Regions from separate parts of the Capra hircus genome. Here region 2 is linked to region 1. A link is a contact called in public Hi-C data. All regions are on one chromosome and are shown on one strand. The core of a region is the stretch at or near the end of the contact, and the rest is flanking DNA. Distances in the headings are between cores, read along the strand shown. Region 1 overlaps ABLIM1 (actin-binding LIM protein 1). Region 2 overlaps ABLIM1 (actin-binding LIM protein 1).

Evidence for each region. A called contact is a pair of places that touch in the nucleus more often than the background predicts.
Region 2: a Hi-C map of blood shows a contact between it and region 1, with 4 times the contacts expected there. The contact joins two enhancer-like sites. A contact is called at or near these places in 2 of 5 Hi-C or Micro-C datasets (both in blood).

The regions. Positions count from the first base shown.
Region 1 is chr26:16,969,112-16,975,795 of ARS1.2, reverse strand. It overlaps ABLIM1 (actin-binding LIM protein 1), which reads right to left. Exons shown (of 23, transcript XM_018041203.1): 5 at 2,389-2,515; 6 at 625-718. Among named protein-coding and RNA genes, the nearest start is that of AFAP1L2, 140 kb to the left of the region's middle. Within about 2 kb of position 2,400, at least 1 of the 5 cell types and tissues checked has an H3K27ac peak or open chromatin away from gene starts, as enhancers often do.
Region 2 is chr26:17,037,048-17,044,633 of ARS1.2, reverse strand. ABLIM1 (actin-binding LIM protein 1) reads right to left here. Exons shown (of 23, transcript XM_018041203.1): 9 at 4,014-4,091; 10 at 2,836-2,991; 11 at 249-284. Among named protein-coding and RNA genes, the nearest start is that of AFAP1L2, 73 kb to the left of the region's middle. Within about 2 kb of position 4,528, at least 2 of the 5 cell types and tissues checked have an H3K27ac peak or open chromatin away from gene starts, as enhancers often do.

The sequences.
Region 1 (6,684 bases), core at 1,151-3,650:
AGCCTCTGTTCCCTGAGTCTGTATGCTCCCATGTGTACACACATGAGCACACACATATGTGCACACACAGATATGCGGGCACATATTGTAGCTCAGTTGGTAAAGAATCGGCCTGCAGTGCAGGAAACCCGGGTTCGATCCCTGGGTTGGGAAGATCCCTGGAAAAGGAAATGGCAACCCACTCCAGTATCCTTGCCTGGAAAATCTCATGGACAGAGGAGCCTGGTGAGCTGCAGTCCATGGCGTTGCAAAGAGTTGGGCACGACTGAGCAACTAACACTTACTCACTTACTTATACACACATTTGTATACACAGACACACGTGGCTCGAACACAGTCTTCATTTCCTCTTTTCTAACTTCTAAATAAAAGAACAGTTTAATATAACCGTTCCTCCTACATAATTCCTCTAGACTCTTTTTCATTCTTTTTTTCCCTCATGTCCTCTATCCTTCCGGTTTCCAGCATGAAGTAGACACTGCCTGAGAAGACAATGTTACACAGACATTCTCTACTTTCTTTCCTCCGCAAGTGAGAAAAAGATGGAAAAAGAGACCCTTGTGTGTTTCCGAGAGCCTTGAGGACCATGACGGTGGTTCTGAGGGGCGCCCGTGTGTCACTTACCTCCAGGACTTTCCCTGTGATGAACTGGTGGCAGGCTTCACATTTTACCCCGAAGAGCCCCTGGTAGTCCTTTTCACAATATGGAGCACCATCCCTGCAGGACAAAGACAGCTCAGCTTCCAAGGGCAGGAAAGACGTCCAGAGCCCATCTCTCTCCGCCCAGTTGCTCAGAAGGGGAGCAGAAGTTATTTCTCGCTCAACTACCATTCACATGCCTGGAGGAGCCCTGGGGGGGGAGGGTCAAAACCCACAAAAGCAAACTCTCCAGCGAGAGTGCTGAGGTCCTCCAGGCCACACGGGAGTAACAGCCAAATGGCTGTCGCTGCGCATTCCTTGACTGCCTCAGACCTCGCTAGCAAAAACCAAGGCGTCCCCCTCTTGCAGCACCAGGCCTGGTGGGCTTCAGCTGTAGTCCCATGCTCCTCTTCCTTGTCTCCTCCCCCACACCTCCTCGATTCACACACCAGAGCCTCCTAAGAGCGCAGAGATGCCTTCTCCTTGGCCCTGAGGGAGCCTGGGGGCCCAGGGCCTCTCAACCATCCTCCTGAAACTGCCTTCATTTACCTGTTGCATGCGTGCTAAGTTGCTTCAGTCGTGTCCAACTCTTTGCGACCCTACAGACTGAGGCCCACCAGGCTCCTCTGTCCATGGGATTCTCCAGGCAAGAATACTGGAGTGGGTTGCCATGCCCTTCTCCAGGGGGATCTTCCCCACCCAGGGATCGAACCTGCATCTCTTATGTCTCCTGCATTGGCAGGCGGGTTCTTTACCACTAGCACTACCTGGGAAGCCCCTCATTTACCTCATGACACAGTTAAAATATCATGTTCTAGGTGTGCCATTGCATGGGAGAGTTAAACCGTCTCCAGACAGCCCAGTTACCTAGCTCTGCACAGGCGTCAGTGTTAAAGGCGGAGCAGTTCTCTTTGGCTGTGCCTCAGAATCACCTGTGTAGTTTCTGCCTCCCAAATACCAGGGTTTGCTTTACCCCAGATCTGGAGAATTAGATTTCTAGGGGGTGGGGCCCAAGCTACTTATTTAGTTTCACTGTGTATATTCATACATTAAATTCATTAAAAAAATTTTTTAATAGATGCTGGTTGGAGAACATTTTTAAAAGTGGATAGGGGAAAATTTTCCCTTACTGCCTCTAGGCCCTCCCCCCACCCCATGCTCATTCTTTCCTCAATTTAAAAGGTAACCACTGTAACTAGCTATTCAAGGTCACATTAAACAAAACCCTCAAAACGTCACCTGCTCTAGCTCTTCTCCACACCAGCCTCGGACTCTAAGGAACCTACTCCAGAGTGGTCCTAATGGGCTCTGTGCCTGGACGCTGAGTTTCTTTTTGGGGGGATGGGGGCAGGGGAGGGCCAGCAGACATGGCTGAGACCTGGAAGGAGGATAAAGGTTTACCATCAGTAGTTTCAATGGGGAAATGACGGGGATGGGGGGGATTAGCGAAAGTAAAATTACTAAACGCTTAATTGGTTGCAACATAGAGCCCACCATTATGTCAGCTTCGTTAACTGTTCCATTAGGCAATGATGAACATTTCATTAAATTTATAGCAGGCAACAACAGAAGAATAAAATTTCTTTCCAAAGTTTCATAGCAAAAAGTTCATACGGATTGTGGAATGTGAAGGTCTTTCATTATGTCTGATGGGCTGGGCTGGGCTAGAGTGTATTCCGCGAGCGCAGGGCAGCCCACGATGCCCCACCCCTGCTGAAGGATCCATCCGCGCCTGCGCCCCAGGCTTACTTGCTGATGTACTCGCCGGTGAGGACTTTCCCGCAGGACTTGCACTTAAAGCAACCCAAGTGCCACTGCTTTTCCAGCGCCAGCAGGGCCTGTCCATTCTTGATGTCTCGTCCGCAGCCAGCGCAATCTGGAAAAGAGCAGCCGCCGGCCCTTACTCCACGTTTGTTAAATCCATAGTTTTGCTAATCCAAGCAGGTGGACCCCCTTTGATCCCCAGCATGCACCCACCACATACTCAATAACTATTTACTTAAGCGCCATTTCATTCCGCGTTCTCGCCCAGAGGGCTCGCAGACCCCCTATCCTCCCTTAGAGGGGGAACATCATGAGCCTCAGCAGATCCAAGGGCCTGGATGTCCTTCATCTGTTCATTTCCTTGGGGGTGATTTAAACAGCCTCTGAGCTCCAGCTGGCCCAGAGAATATTTAATTATAGCGTCTTGGCTGTGATTTTAAGAAGGCGCTCCTCAGCCTTTATTAATTGAGGGCACCTGTGAGTAGCTAAGTACCAGCTCCCCCTCCCCCTCCCATGCTGGCTGCCTCCCTTAATACTATATATGCGACTTCTGGAGCAATGCCCTAAGTCTCATTTTTGTAAACAGGACTCTACTTCCTTATCACCCTAAACCAGACTTTCCAAAATTTGTGATCATCAATTCAGTGGCTCTTAATTCCTCAGCTTTAAATTCTCCGTGGCAGGATCCTATGAAGAAGATAAAGAAGAAGGTATTTCTTCACAGTAAAGAATGTAGGCCCTGGAATGGGACACCCTGGTTCTGAACCCCAGCTCGCTGTTGGCTAACCACGTGACCCAGCCTAGTTCCCCCCTTTTCTAAGCCTTGGGATCCTCATATGAAAGCCAGGATGTTATTAGTGCCTGTCTCAAGTTCTCTGATGAGGATTCAATGGAATAAAGGACTCAGGTCTCTATGAAAGTTTGCTATTATTATAGTTGCTGTTATTCTGATTATTAGATACATCATTATTAGGGAAGCTGAGTATTTAAAAGAACCCAGAAGAATGTATAGGCATACACCATTTGATTGTGCTTCGAAGATAATACTTTTTTTTTTAAACAAATTCAAGATTTGTGGCAATGCTACCTGGATCAAGTCTATTGGCATCATCTTTTCAAAAACCTTTGCTATCTTCATGTCTCTGTGTCACATTTAGGTATTCTTCCAATTTTTCAAACTTTTTCATTATGATTATATCTGTTATGGTGATCTGTGATCAGTCATATTTGATATTACTACTATGACTCACTGAAGGCTCAGATGGTAGCATTTTTTCAGCAATATTTTCTAATTTAGGCACGTACATTGCTGTTTTAGACATAATGCTATTGCGCACTCAGCAGACTACAGCATAGAGTAAATATAACTTTCATTATGCACTGGGAAAGCAAACAATTTGTGTGGCTCATTTAACTGCTGTATTTGCCTTACTGTGGTGGTCTTGAACCAATCCACTGAGCATGCATTATCTCTGAGGCTTGCATGTAAATTGGGCAACCTTTCTGGAAAGCAATTTAAATGTCTGCTGCTGCTGCTAAGTCGCTTCAGTCGTGTCCGACTCTGTGCGACCCCATAGACAGCAGCCCACCAGGCTCCACTGTCCCTGGGATTCTCCAGGCAAGAACACTGGAGCGGGTTGCCATCTCCTTCTCCAATGCATGAAAGTGAAAAGTGAAAGTGAAGTCGCTCAGTCCTGTCCAACTCTTAGCGACCCCATGGCCTGCAGCCTACCAGGCTCCTCTGTCCATGGAATTTTCCAGGCAAGAGTACTGGAGTGGGGTGCCATTGCCTTCTCCAAATAGAGACACTTAAAATCAATGTACCTGAGAAAGGGAAAGAAAGCATTGCTGGCAGCTTGCCCCTGATATCCCCAATTGATCACAAAAATCATTCAGAGAATAAAGAAGTGTGCAGACAAGTCCCCTCAGTACACAAAGTGATTCAATACCCCCCTCTTCTGACCACATCTGTGGCTGCTGCTCCTGTACTAATGATGACATTTCTAGCCCAACTTGAATTCTCTCTTCTTCTAGAAAAACTTTCCTATAGTACCTGGCACAAGCTCAAGTCCCATAAAAATTCCTCCAAATGTCCCCCAGCAGTGGCTCACAATTATTGTGGTTTTCTTCCTTGCTGAGGTTTAAGTACACTTGACTTTTATTTTTTGACTACAGGTGTGTTTCTGGTGACCTTTGGGCACTGGGTATTTACATAACCTTTAGATCCAGCAATCTCATGGCTAAAATTTCACTCTGCAAATAAATTTTGAAAAGGATGTGCATGTGAATGTATGTGTTTCTATCCCCTGAAAAATATATATTCACCCCCTACTGCATTTTTGTAACAATAAAACTGAAAACAACATATGTGGACATTAATGAGAACGTGGTTAAATTAATTATAGTATAGTCATTAATGGGATACTACACACTGTTAAAAAGAATAAGGTAGATTTGTGTGCAGACATGGAAAGATGTCCAAAATAGACTGGGTAAAAAAAACAAGCTGTAAAACAGTATGTACAACATAAGCTCATTTTTCTAAATCATGAGAATGTAAAAAGAATTGAGCAAATAAATATTTAAAAAGTTAAAAGTATACTATACAAGTTATGAATACTGAAGTTTAGAATTTCTGTAAGTATAGCCCATTATAAGCTAGTGTATATTATATGGTCACAAAGCATGAATTTTTTTGTTTTTAAGCTGGGATTTACATGATGTCCAGCATCTCACCAAACTCCTTTCAGAGGGAATCACACATTTGGTAGTTTACTATAAAGATAAAAATGGAAGACCATGATATTTGCTCAATGCAATTTCTAAAAGATAATAGCACAAGATTAATATAAGATGAATTGGTAGGTTTTAATAAGTGAACTGAAAATTTTTTTCATTCTTCTGATTAGATTATGCCCACTAGGTGGCAGTAAAGATTTAAAATAATATGCAAGATGCTGGTTGGTTGAATTTTTTCAAGTAGAAAATAAACTTTAAAGATGGCTTTTCATTTCTACAGCAGAGGAGCTCAGGGAGGTAGGCGGGGCTGTTCATATCTCCCCCTTCACAACACTGGGGTCCAGGGAGATCAAAGGTGGGGAGACAGCCACAGGGCAGGCTTTAGAATTAGGAAGACTTGGGCACTAACCAGGAAAAGTTACTCTCTCTGAATCCTCATTTCTTCATCTCTGAAATGCAGACTCACTTCTCAGGTTGCTGGGAGGAAGAAGAAACCCTCTGTACTGTGAAGTGCTTCATATGACTTAGAACACTTGGTACCTGTTGGTTGTTCCACATAGTTCTCCTTTCCTTGATAGGGTCTGAGCTAGGACTAGAAACCAGGTTTCTTGACTGCCTTTCACTTTTTCAGAGACATTACTTTGCCGACTAAGGTCTGCCTAGTCAAGGCTATGGTTTTTCCTGTGGTCATGTATGGATGTGAGAGTTGGACTGTGAAGAAGGCTGAGCGCCGAAGAATTGATGCTTTTGAACGGTGGTGTTGGAGAAGACTCTTGAGAGTCCCTTGGACTGCAAGGAGATCCAACCAGTCCATTCTGAAAGAGATCTGCCCTGGGATTTCTTTGGAAGGAATGAGGCTAAAGCTGAAACTCCAGTACTTTGGCCACCTCATGCGAAGAGCTGACTCATTGGAAAAACTCTGATGCTGGGAGGGATTGGGAGCAGGAGGAGAAGGGGATGACAGAGGATGAGATGGCTGGATGGCATCACGGACTTGATGGACGTGAGTCTGAGTGAACTCCAGGAGTTGGTGATGGACAGGGAGGCCTGGCGTGCTGCAATTCATGGGGTCGCAAAGAGTCGGACATGACTGAGCAACTGAACTGAACTGAAGCACATTAATGCCCAGATACCCCAGACCTCTAACAGAAGCAGAGACACAATCTCAGCACAGAAATGCCCTCTCTGATTATTCTGCACCAATGGCTTTGGTAAACCAGGCATATTGTGAGGGCTTCATAGACATGCTCTTCAGGAGTTATTCTCCACAATCTATTATTTTTCACAGTAATGGATACACAATTCTGGCCAGTCAGCTTAGTTAGAGTGTGGTGCTAATAATGCCAAACTCACAGGTTTGATCCCCATATGGACCATAAAGAAGGCTGAGCAGTGAAGAATTGATGCTTTTGAACTATAGTGCTGGAGAAGACTCTTGAGAGTCCTGTGGTCAGCAAGAAGATCAAACCAGTCAATCCTAAAGGAAATCAACCCTGAATATTCATTAGAAGGACTGACGCTGAAACTGAAGCTCCAATACTA
Region 2 (7,586 bases), core at 3,279-5,778, 67 kb before region 1:
CTCCCTGCAAACACTTTCCTGCTATTCAGAGGTGCAGTGTACAACTGGCTTAATTTCCTTGTCTCCATTTAAAAAGAAATGTGCTTCTGCGTCTTACAGTCATATCTTACACTGCGGACTCCTACATTCACCATAATCTCACGCAGTTTTTCTGTTCGTTTAATGTCCTGTTGCAAAAATGTGAGTCGAGGAAAGGTCCAAGTAATTCTGCAATTCCACCCATTTAAATTTTCAAGAATGGCACTTACTTCCGCTGACGGAGTAGGAGAGAGAGTCCTTGGAGACTGGAAGAATAAAAGAGAAAGTCACAATGTTAACTCGCTTTAATTAGAGTTGCTTATCAGAATCATCTGGAAACGTTATTCAAACCACACATGCCAGCACCCTTGCCTGTCCTCCATCTTCTGATTCAGAAGATGAGAGTGAGGCTCAGACAGGTACACAATGACAAAGCCCTTGGGGGGCTGGGGCGCACGTGTCTGCCTGATAACCACGGGTTTTGACAAATATGCTGTAATGCTTCTAGGTAATTAAGTTAGAGAAATTGGAACTACTTCCTCTCTATATTCATGGTTTACCACCATGAGTTACAGTGTCTACTGAAACAGAATGTGGTAAGCACAGTTGCTGACTAAGTTATAACCACAGTAAGTAATCACGTAATATGTTATGGTGACTGCCTTGGTGGCATCTTCCCCAGGAGGCCTTGTCGACCTCATCACCATTCACCTTCTGGCTTCCATCTTTTCTAGGATTCCTCGAGGCAGCCAGCAGGCCAAGCACTCTCTCACCTCAGGGCCTTTGCACTTGCTGTGTCCTCTGCCAGCAGTGCTCTCCACTCGGACACCTGCAGGGCTCACTCCCCATCTTCAGTGAGGCCTCTGCTCAAATGCATTACCACCCAGTACCTTCTGTGATCCTCCCACTTAAAGCAGCAACCCAGCACCCCCCGACCCCCGTGTACTTTCTCCTTACTCTGCTTCATTTTCCGTCAACGCAACAGCACTCTGTAATATTATGTTCTGTATCTGTCTGTCTATTATATGTCTCCCACTTTCCACTGCAAGCTCCATGAGGGCAAGAAATCCATTCATTTACAACTGAGTGTTCCCAGCGACTGGAGCAGCTCCTGGCACATATTAGGTACCCAATGAATATTTCCTAAATGAATGAATGAAATATTCACAACTGAAAATGCAAAAAAGCTTTCAAACAGAAATGAAATGCAAATGAAGTGTTCTGAAGAACACGGCCACTGGCGGATTTCTCAGTTTCAAAATTTGCCCTTCTTTCCTAAGTGTACAAGAAGTTGCTAGCCATCTGTACTCCAGACTTCCTCGAGCCCCATGGTCTGGTCTGGTCTGCTTTCTGGAGGCACAGATGGCTACACAGAACTTCAAGCTTACGTCTCCAGTGTTTCTAAAACGGCAGTATATGGATTCTATGGAAGTGCTAATGATTGAAAGGATAACGAAACAGCTTGCAAACTCTTCTAAAGTGCAAGCTTCATGGGTTGGAGACGAGTTCATGAACACATCTGATTTCTGATGGGAAGGCATCCACCTAGTCCAGACTCTATGCTCAGAGAAACCAGTAGGCCATCAGTCTAGGTTATTGTTGAGTACTTATTATGTGCCAGAATCTAAATATTTCACTTAATCCTTACAGAAAACCTCTACGGTAGGTGTCCCTATTATCTTGAGTCTACAGATAACGAGATGGAAATATGCAATTTTCCCAAAGTCATATGGAGAGTAAATATCAGAGTCTGGTTCCAAACACAGAAATGTTCACTTCAAAGCTCAAACATCTGGGCCCATAACACCATAAAGCAACTCGCCTCCCCTTGCTTGTATGGCTTGAACATTAGGCAATTCTCATTCACTTCTGTAGGACCAGCTTCTATGCACTCTGTTCAGGAACCTTCCTTTGCCCCTTATCCTCTGTGAAACTCTGCCCCGCAAAGGCAACTGAACCTCCCAAGCCAATCGATCAATCAACCTGCACGTCAAAGGCTGCAGGTGCAGTTACAGCAATGTGACCACTAGGTGGCACTACATGAAAACAGACACCACTTCCCACCCTAGGGATCATTTCACCCAGGAGCTATGCTCTGGAATACAAAACCAGATTAGAAAAACAAAAAAAAATTAAAGATATATATATATATGTAAATATATACACACATATGTATGTATATACATAGATTCTGTCATTATCTGCTTTACAGACAAAGAAGTTAGAATTATAAAGGGTGTCTCACGGTCAAAGTCACGTAACGAATGAGTGGAGTCCCTGGGTTAAGCCCAGGTAACTTGATTCCAGAAGCCCATCTCATACCACTGTGCTGCACTGCGACCCTATGCGTTCTTTTCTTGCATATACTAATTATCTTACGATGCTGGAAGACACAGTTGTCAAAATTTAGGGGGTGTGCTCTCTCTCCTCAGGAGCCCCATGAATATATTTCAGCTCGCCCCAAGGCTCCCCCCTCACCCCGGAGGACCCTTCCCCCCAAAGCCTCTGCTCACAGACTCTCCCCAGTTTCGGCTCCCTTCCCAGCAAGTCAGCTCCTCTTCCCTCCGGCTTGGTCCTGATACTCACTCCTCCTGCCCTGTTTGCTATGGTTGGTCTGCTTCCCACCTCTCCACACCTCCCACGGGGAGGGGATGGTGCAATAGGCTTCTGACTACCTAAGGCACCTGCTACAGAAGCCTGCCAACAGTGAGCAATGAGGAGGACTCTCTGACTCATCTTGATCCCAATCAGTAGTTTTTATACAGGTGGCAAAAGAGAAAGAAGTTGTGCCAGTCACAACTTCCGGGAATTTATTACCTCTCCCAGGCTCTGCCTCTCCTGTTTGTCATCATAGCCCGAAGAGTAGAAAGGCTCATAGGTAATAAGATCTGGACGTTCAATGTCATAAATTGCCTTGACCTTGGGAATGGCTGCTAAATCCTTGTAATCCAGGATTTCATTGTCCACTTTTGCCTGCCAAAGTTAAACAGAAAGAAAAATCATTCTGCCATCTTATGTTTGAGGAACTGTGGTTCGTGCGTCTCACGTCTTATTTAAAGAGTTAAAATCTTAAAAATTAACAAATCCCAAAATACTTTGCTCAGCATGGTCACTGTTTATAAAGTTGCCTGTTTAAGACTCACAGACATGGAGAACAGAATTGTGATTGCCTAGAGGGAGGGAGATTGGGGTGGGAAGAATTAGGAGTTTGAGACTAACAGATGCAAAATTTCTTATGTAGAATGGATAAACAAGAGTCTTACTGTACAGTATAGGAAACTATATTCAATATCCTGTGAAATAATGGCAGAGAATATGAAAAGTAATATGTGCACATATGTATAACTAAATTATTTTACTATACAGTGGAAATAGATATAATATTGTACATCAACTATATGTTAAGAAAATAAATTTAAAAAATAAAGTTGCCCATTTATACCAGATATTCATGTTTTCAAAAAAAAGTCACCAAAAGCTTGGGAAAAAGTCTAAGTAGAATTCATCAAATAGAGAAGAATGCAAACCTTCAGGATTTCCTAAATTTATGACAGAGAAGGGAAAGCTCAAACAGATGGTCAAAAAATCCTCCCAGATGGCTAAAAACAAGAACTGCATATTTAATAAACTAAATATTTAAAGACCTTTGTGGCAGAATTTAAGGACACTCAGTACTGGAATTATAAAACATATAATTAATCTCCAAATATCTATATGCAAGTTAGGTGCAATAATTTTTCAAGTCCTGTATTACATTACTGCATTTTATAGGGTTATCTACTCAATCACTCTATACTGATGGTCACATCCACAGAAACATTCGATCGTCTGGAGGAAAATGGGATTGAGATGGCTGATCTACAAGAATGAAAACTGGATCTCGTAACAGAAATAGAAAGCATTTTGAATTATTCCCTTTCAGACTATCCAGTCCACACTTACCATCTGCTACCTTACCTGGCCTGGAAGTATCTCTTCCAGAAGCGGATACTTACATAGATAGTATGGCCCGGGGATCCAGGGATGCTGGAGCCTGGTCGAGAGTAAATGCTTTCGGAGGAAGTCCTGGTAGGCTGTAAAAGAAAGAGTGACATGTAAGAGTTCAGACTGTGGCTTCCTAATCACGACTGGCTGAAGTCCCCACACTTGGCTAAAGACTTAAGCTGACTAAAGAGAGAAAGACTTGTAACTGTTCTGAATAAGGGGAAACATAACCGAGGAAGAAAGGTCAATGAGAACGGACTGTGCCGTCAGCCTTGAAAGTGCACTTGGGGGCTTCTTTTTTCTCCTTGTCCCCGACAACACCATCGAGCACATTCCACCTCCACGGCCACCATCCTAGCACCATGCAGTCACCACCCGTGCTCGCCTGGACTCCGGCCATGGCCTCACCTCCAAATCCACTAGGCACCACAGAGATCTGTGAAGAATACAGTCTCAACGGTCACTACCCTTCTTCTGGTGTCAGCATCTGCAAAGAATGGAGTCACCGCTCCCAGGGCCTCGGGATCTCGGCCCGGCCTGCCTTTCCTGTGTCGCTCACTGCCCACCGTCACTCACAGGACAGGAACATGTCACTGCCCCAGGATTCTTATCCTTGCTGCTTCCTCGACCTGAGAAGCGTGCCCTTATCCCCCGTCCCACTTCTGCTTTTCCTCCTCCTTCAGTCTTGGCTTAAATATCTCCTCCTCAAAGAAGCCTTGCCTGTTCTCTTCCTCCGGAGTTGGTGATCTTGCTGTTTCCTCTCATGGCATTAATCCTGTTTTCTCCTTCATGAATGAAATGAATAATGCCGTACTTGTTGGTTTCATCACCATGTCGATCTCGCTCATTACCTTCAGTTATGACCTCTGCCCTCAGAGGGCTTCTTTTCTTACCACTGTACGTGCCCACCGTTTTGCACAGGTGCAGAGAAGGCATAAATATTTGTTGGGGGAATCAGAATTTATCATTTGCAAACAACTACTCAGTTCGTGGATACTTGACTCATGTTAATTACATGGTTTGAGCTTAACCACATGGAAGGTCATTGAGTTAAGGCCCGTGGTCGGCCACCAGGGAAAGTATAAAGAGGACTTTGTAACACAGACTTAGAGAACCCTGAGAGGGAGGGATGGTGATAGAAAAGGGGGGAAAATGCATGAACTGGGATTAACGGCCCCCCACCCCTGCTTGGTATGTTCTGGAAAGCTTCTGCAAAGACACCAAAGGCCTGGTCTTAGAAGGCTTCTCCCTTCCATGCAGCTATTTCTTGGAGAGGATGATTTATAGATCTGTTAGGAATACTGTTTCTGCTGATATTTCGGTATCCTGATGTGAATATAACTGAGTCCCTACAGCCCCCTCTAAAAAGCAGGATATTATGTCACTATGGACCTCACATCTGAAACAAGGAAAGCAAGCCCACCTGGTCACCTTGAGGCAGGCAGTGCTTGGACCTGCTTTGACAGTAAGAATCCACTGGAGGGGTGGGATCAGTCATTCTCACCAGGGTCCCTGACATCTCTGAGACAAAAGGGTGGCAGGGGGTGGAGAAAGTGGGCAGGGCACAGTGGAGGTGAGCCAAGCTCGACCCTTCTTCCCCTCCCTCCTTGTACAAGCACTTTCCTCCTCGAGTGACAACTTTCCAATCACAGGAGTATCTCAAGATGATAGAATCCCCACATCTGAATATGTTACAAAAGAAAGGATTCACGTAATAACAGCACTCCCAACAATCCAACTCCTGGATCAATTTGCCAATCAAAACATGCAAAGGACACCACCAAAGTGCAGCCTTTCTATAAAAAGAGATGCAACCGCTTCAGAGAGCTGAGCCAGTAACCCTCTCTGTGGGATAACTGGGCTTCCCGGTGGCTCAGTGGTAAAGAAACTGCCTGCAATGCAAGGGACTCAGGTTCAATCCCTGGGTTGGGAAGATCCCCTGGAGAAGAAAACAGCAACCCACTCCAGTATTCTTGCCTGGGGAATTCCATGGACAGAGAAGGCAATTATTCACTACAGGCAGTCCTTCAGCTTCAAGTTGCCAGGATCAAACATTTGCCAAACTCAATACAGTAATGAAGCCTCTTAGGCAACAACATGAGGTTAGCAGTACTGAACATTTCTTCCCCACTTACTCTGTGGCAGGCCCTGTGCTGAGCACTCCCCAGGCATGCTCTCATTTAATCTTCTCAATAACCCCAGGAAGGAGGTTCTGCTAACATCTGCTAACATTCTGCTAACATTTATGCCTTTTTCTAAATGACGGGAAAGTCGCACAGGTGGGCAAGGGTCAGGATTTGAAACCAGATGCTTTAAAGGCAGAGCTTGAGCTCTTAATCCCCGCGCTAAATTTTCTGCCCACATTGGAGGGCAAGTGTAGCCATTTACTTTTCATCACCGTGACTTTGGGACAAATGAGGTGAAAGTAGAAGAAAAATATGGAGATGAACTAGCAGGAGAGAGTGCATGCTAACTGAAAATGTTTTGACTGCCACTTAGAAGCTTCTAAGAAGCCTGTAATAGTTCGCTGTTGGGCTGGGGTGGGAGAGGGTGTTCCCCAGGAGAGTCAGATGTTTGGGGTTGCTGGTGTTGCTATGCCAATGGCTTGTTTTCATTAACAAGCCATGAGGACGCTGTGTGAATAGCCAAAGTGCTCGCTGAGCTTTGGGGTCTCTCCCACATTCCTCGTCCTTATTTCTGCCAAAATGTGGGTCAGGTGCCCTTTGTGTGTTTCCTGTAACAACGGACCTGGAGGTGGCTCTGAAGTGTTTCATTCTCTGATGTACTGTGCACCCTGATAGGACTGCAGCTGGGGAAGAAGGCGCACAGGAGTCAGGAAAGGGCCCTGAGCGCTCCCTTCCAGAGATGGAGAGAGACTCGGCTGAGCCAGCCTGTCCCCAGCTCATTCTCTCTCTCCATTCTTCACAGGACTGAGGATGCTGTGAGTGACACAGGCTTTCTGTGAAGCATTTATCTTACTCATTTACTGTTTTAACATTGTTGGGCTAAAGGTATTAACATTCAAACATTCTTCTCCAGTTCCACTGTTTTCAGATTGGAGTCACCTCCGATTTGCATCCAGCTGCCCTGGCTTCTCTGACTGCAAACTAAAGACTTGAGAGTTTCACAGTCAGTTTTTGAAGTCGAGCCAACGTTCAACAAACCCACCGCTGCTCTGGCTCTGTTTTGAGATCACTGTGCCCAGTGTATCTTCAGACCGCTTAGTGTATTTCAGAAACAGGTACAACGTGCTGGACGTTCAGAACTTGCTGGCTTTCATTGCCTTTGCCACTGTTTGTTTTAGCTTCATTCTAACCTCCTAACCTTACTGTCAATTTTACTTCCACAGAATCTTGCTTATGGGTTGAGTTACGCCCTTGCTTGCCTATTTTCTTATAGTGGTCCTAATTTGTTTTCCTGTTTAAAATGAAATAATGGGATAAAATACAGCTCTGTATAGCATAATCTAGGGGGGTTAAAAGGCTGGCTTTGGAGTCTAATACCTTGACGCATATAGTGGCTCTATTGGTTGTGTGACATTATACGAGTGTCTTTTCTTCCCTTTCCTTCTTCTCACTCTTTCA